Regions from separate parts of the Mus musculus genome. Here region 1 is linked to region 2. The links are chromatin contacts, called in public HiChIP or PLAC-seq maps. All regions are on one chromosome and are shown on one strand. The core of a region is the stretch at or near the end of the contact, and the rest is flanking DNA. Distances in the headings are between cores, read along the strand shown.

Evidence for each region. HiChIP or PLAC-seq counts read pairs in DNA pulled down with a chosen protein or histone mark.
Region 1: a contact with region 2 is called in an H3K4me3 HiChIP or PLAC-seq map of intestinal villus epithelium, with 7 read pairs. The contact joins the enhancer-like site here to the promoter of Myl12a in region 2. A contact is called at or near these places in 1 of 39 promoter capture datasets (macrophages), 9 of 115 datasets of contacts at active chromatin or transcription factors (bone marrow-derived macrophages, embryonic fibroblasts, embryonic stem cells and 4 more) and 3 of 9 other capture datasets (adipose tissue, liver and pancreatic islet).

Annotation. Positions count from the first base shown.
Region 1 is chr17:71,093,371-71,096,070 of GRCm38.p6, forward strand. All of the region lies in intron 21 of Myom1 (myomesin 1), which reads left to right. Among named protein-coding and RNA genes, the nearest start is that of Myom1, 75 kb to the left of the region's middle. Within about 2 kb of position 1,296, at least 43 of the 459 cell types and tissues checked have an H3K27ac peak or open chromatin away from gene starts, as enhancers often do. A contact at or near this core is called in bone marrow-derived macrophages, intestinal villus epithelium and liver, where this site is marked.
Region 2 is chr17:71,001,090-71,003,808 of GRCm38.p6, forward strand. It overlaps Myl12a (myosin, light chain 12A, regulatory, non-sarcomeric), which reads right to left and starts at 1,444. Exons shown (of 4, transcript NM_026064.2): 1 at 1,019-1,444. It also overlaps a transcript of Myom1 not described here.

The DNA.
Region 1 (2,700 bases), core at 46-2,545, 92 kb after region 2:
GGATGAGGCAGCTAATTCTACACTTCATAGTAACCTTTGCAAAATTCCCAAAGAAAGATGAAAATGCTATGACCAGCTACACAGAGACAGCAGGGCATGTATAAGTGCGCACATGACCAGATACACAGAGACAGCAGGGCATGTATAAGTGCGCACATGACCAGCTACACAGAGACAGCAGGGCATGTATAAGTGCGCACGCGTACAGGTGTCTTGGGGTCAGACTCTTCAGCTGTGAACATCAGTGGTATCCAATAGACATTTATATGGGTTCATGTGCAGTATCTACCCCTCAGAGAACATTTAGATTACTGTATCAGGGAACTGCCCATCTAGAACAAAGCACCTGTTAAGCTATAGGTTCCCAAATAAGTCAGGACCTTCCTAATGGCAGGCTGCCAGCCAGATGCCGTGTTAGCATGACTATCATTGGGGGCTGGCTGTGGACCTCTTGAACACAAGTTCCGTGTTCCTGATTTGGAAAAGCACCAAAAGTCACATCTATGGCCATTCCATTCTTGGGATGTAACTCAAGTTAACAGCTGCAGACATGAATACACTTAGCCGCTCACAGCTTAGGAAAGAATCCTCGGGCACACAAAGCCAAAATGCTTCCCTGTGATGTTTGGAATCGGTTTCTAGTCAGCAGGCATGGCCACTCTTGCAACATGAGTTTCTTGCAACATGATACTGCGTGGCAGGTCCTGTATGTGCCCTGGGATAGGCTGGTTAGGTTTATGATCACATGGGATCATCAACAGAGTTTACAGCTTGGTATGGTGAGAGCTAAGGTAGACCTCTGTACAAACTGCAAAGCCAAATAGGCTAGGAGCTAGGATTCAAGGTTTTGTTAGTTGCTGGCTAACAAAACTTAAATGTAGACTAAAATTTACGTAATTTCCTCATTCCATTTCTAAGTGTTAAGTGTATTGTTTTGCTGACTTTATGTTAGAACGAATAGAAGGAAGAAGGAGAGAAATGTTATCAATTTCAAGACTTTGGGTGTGAAACTTGCAACCCTTAGCGAGAAAGTACTCTGGATTCTGTTCAGATCATTGAAACCCTTGGCCTTTATTTGAGAAAAACACCTTCATTTGCAATACATTATTAAAATCTCCGGTAAAAATACGGCTTCTCAAGTAACAGCACACTGAAAGTACACTGAACAAGATACCTCGGTTGTAATTAGACTTCAGCTGAAAGTTCACTTAATCCACTGGAGTCAGTAGGATCATCAGCCTCCCTTTGAAGTCAAAGAAGCTCCAAGGAGATGTTGTCCAGCCCTGCTACAAAGTCCAATTGTGTTGGTAATGAGAAGCCAGACAACAGACCAAGTGTGCCTGTGGTGATTTCCCAAGACAGCTGTTAGCTAAAGAAACCCTCAGAAAGAAGAGGTTAGAACTATTTAGTGTAAATTTGGTGGTGCCTAAAAAGACATTTTTTTTTTTCTTGATGCTTGACACTTTTAAACAGTGTCTGGTTGATTGTATCACAGCAGCAATGGAAGTGGAGGCCAGGTGAGCCAGATCAGATAGGGAATAAAAGAGACCTGGCCTGGCAGGTGATCAGGAGGTTAACTGGTTAGCGGTGCAGCTTGTAGTTATTCTTGTCAGAGAAACAGAGTAGCAGGTGGGAGAGTCAGGTGATGGGCAGGAGACTCCTTCCCCTCGCCCCCCAGACACCAAGCAGGGCCTCAAGTAGGAGCTGGGCCCAAGCAGCAGAGCAGGCTAGGAGACTACATTCTCCCAAAGAAAAATGACTTGGGATTTAGCTAACAGCTGAATGTCTACAATTTGGTTGATGCAGCACCTAGTAAGGCCCTGAGAAGGCAAAGGTGGACAAGGGGCCTCAGGGTGGACTCTAAGGGATTCTGAGGCAGGAGGCTGGCTTCCTCTGAAGATGAGCACTAGTGGCTAATTAAGAAAACTGCTCTCATACCTGCTTCCTAACTGTCCCTTGGACCCCAGCACACAGTTCTCAGTGGTGGCAGCTATCGGACATAATCTTCAAAGGAGGAAAGATTCATTGACCTCGTGGTCTGAGAGGTTTTAGTCAACCATGCAAGGAAGACATGGTGGAGCAGCTCATGTTGTAGCAGACAGGAAGCAAAGAGGAAGAAAGGGGCAGGAGACCATCTTCAGTGACTTATATCCTCAGCATAGTCCCTACTTCCAGAGGGCCCTGGGCTTCCCAAAGTAGTACCACAAGAATCACCACAACCAACACTGCTACCACCAGGCATCACCACACGAGCCTATAAGGGACATTTCATATTTGAACAATAACAACTACCGTGACTTGAGCAGCATGACTCCCGTAGCATCAGTGTGTGCCCTTCATCCTAGGCATCTTGTTGTTCACATGGTTGTGACGGTTGAGCTGGGAAAGCCGAGTCTAGTGGAGGCCACAGGGTAGGTACCAAGATAGTAGGCCAGTTGAGTGTGATAAATATAAATAAATAAGACAGCTTAGAGATGGGAGCCACTGGTGACAGTTGGCACACTGTTGTTTGATATTCTGCTCCTCTTTTGAGGGTTTAAAAGCCAGGCGTATGTCATCCTTGTGCACATATGTACATGAAGCAGGACAATAAAGCTTAGGATACCGCCCATGTAAAAGACTTTAAAATTATATCTTGTTATGAGATGGGCAGAAAAGTAAACAGCTCACTGAGTTTTAATCTTTTAAGTTGTTCATCTA
Region 2 (2,719 bases), core at 194-2,693:
CCCATTTCAAAACCTCAGGTATTTGGCCTGCTTCGAAGTCCAGATCAAATCTCTATTATTTAATCAGTGCATTTCTTACTAGATGAGATGTGGGGGAGGGGATAGACTCAGTTTTTAAAAGTTGGTATTTCAGTTTCAAGGAAAACCAAGTCTTTATTTCTTAGGCACACTTCCGGTTGACAGTCAGCTTGGATCTTCCCACAGCCACACCCAAAAAAAGTTTTGAGCACCTTTTAAAAGTCATTAGTCGCCAGGATCGACTTGTCAACTACACCTCACTTTTGAAGACAAAATACCTTTCTAATTAATCCTCATCAAAGGCCATCCAGAAAAAAAAGAAAATATCAGCAATTTTAGTGAAGATTCGCTTTCGTCACCTTTTGATACAACGTCTGCACTTCAGATGTTAAAATCTTAAAAGATCTCTAAAGATCTATAATATAGTTTATACGCCTACTGAAAGACTCTTAATAACACTCCTCTGTAGAGTCGACTTAGCCCCCTCGACAGGCAAAAGAAGCTCTAAATCTCCTCTCTGTTCAAATACCGCTTTAAAAAAGTTTTACTTAGAGGGGCGCACACTAGAGTTGTATATCTGAACAGGGTCTTGCTACTACACATAGCCGCGCAGCTGCGACGACAGTTGCCGAGGGTGGCGGTGCTATCTTACGGTTTTATCCGCACACTCCCTCCTCGATCCCGGCAAGTTTACGTTAGCAACTCAACAGAGCTCCGGAGTCAGCTCTCTGGGGCTCTCTGGTTTCGCGGGGAGGCAAGGATCCAAGGCGCGCGGCGCCGGCGAGCTAAGCAACATTTCCCAAGTTCCTAGTGTGGGAAGCAGAGCGGGGTCTGCGCCCCGGCCGCCCCCAGCTCGCTCCAGCTCTCCCCCGGCTCGCGCACACATGCCCAGGTACGCTCCCCGAGCCGCGGCTCCCGCCGGTCCCCGCCGCCCCGCGGGGACACCTTCCCGGGCCGGACCGAGCCGCCCCCGCCCCGCGCCGCGGCCAGCACCACTCACCCTGCTCAGCCGCGAGAACCGAGAGTGAGCGTCTCCGCGAAGCTCCGCCGCTGCCGCCCTCCCAGACTTTCTAACTTTCCAGACTCCGCAGTACGGCCACTTCCGGCCTCCGCTCGCGAACCGGAAGGAAGCCTAGCGGCCATGCTCCTTCGCCTCGGTGCGCCAGCCCGGACGGGAGGGGGCGCCTCGGGGAAGGTGACAGAGCGGATGGCAGGCGTGGGGCGCCGACGGGGAGTCCGGGACGCGGAGTAGGGCTTAAAGAATCCTGTGGAGGGTCTCTCGGTCTAATCACCGGCTCTTCCTCTTTCTCCCGTCTCTTTTAGAATTGTGATTCTGCGCCCTCCCCCCTGTCAGCAGATGGTTGCGCCTGGCCCGGAGCTCTCCCTCTGCCCGCATTCCAGAGCGCGGCGAGAGGCGGGGACCCCCGTCTAAGTCCTTTTAGGGCAATTGAGGAGCCGGGCCGCGGACGTCACGTGACTGGCCCTGGCCCCGCCCCCCAGAGCCCGGGGCCTCCCCTCGCCCCGCAGCTGGAGCGCGCCTGCGCAGGAAGCTAGGGTGACTCACTGTCTAGGTCAGCGCCTCTGGGTCTGGGCAGCGTGGGAGTTTTTTATGGAGTTCTTCACGCTTCCCACGCGGGAGGAAACACTGAAGTTTCAGGGCCGCCGCCGCGCTGTCTCTTTGGTCCACTTAAGAGTTCATGAATTCAATATCGATTGCCCTCTTCCCAAACGTTCTCTGGAACTTTCTACAAGAGTCCCCCTTTACCCTGATGGTGACTCCTGCTTGCTCCACCTATGTCGCTCGAGGGTGAATGATGTAATTGGAATAAAGTGCTGGACCAATTTACCCGCCGGGTCTCCTTGCGTGGAGCAGCTGCTAACAATAGTTCTTATTTAAAGGAAGAGAGATTATTACGAGCCTGGCGGGATTCGTATCCCCAAGACTGGATGTTTTCTTCAAGAAACATTCCTCCCATTAATCAGTGATATGGTTTGAAGTTAACTCAAAAGCAGAGCCGCTGAGGGGGAAAATGTCCTAATCCTACAGATGTCAGAAACAAAATTTTTCTCCCTTTGATACTTGTACAAATACAAATAACTGGGTACTTCATCTCCAGCTCCCTACACCAAGGTCTTTAAGAGTGTGTTCTTCATCTTCAGGGACTTTAAGGGGCCCAACATGACTTTTAAGGAAGACTGGGGACACAGCTGGTGGCTGGCTATGACAGTACAAACTCAGAGGTCTGAGCAGTCAGAGACCGTGGATTCTGAGGCAGTGCAGCAATGCCCTAATGCCTCTACGAGGAGGTGGCCTGTCACCCTGGAAAGCTTAGGCCTTCCTCAGCTCCCTGTCCAGAAGGAGAACACCAAAACCCCTTTTCAGGATGGGCATTATCCGTCCCACCTCAGCTGGAAAACGGGACCTTGTTGCTTCTCTAGGAGCTGCCTGATATGTCCTTGCCAAATGAATCAATAGGTTTAGACTGGTAAGTGCTGTGGGAGGAGGGGGAAGGCTCTGGCTTGCCTGTTTTAAAATGAACAGTTGCTACCTCGGGACTGGGTTGTGGGATGGAAGAGAAAGGGCGGAGATCTACAAGGAAACAAATATGAATAAGTTACAGAAGAGCAAATAAACCTACCTGGGGACTAGTGGAAGATGTCCCAGAGGGCAATTGTGCCGATTCTAGGAGTTGATAGAGGA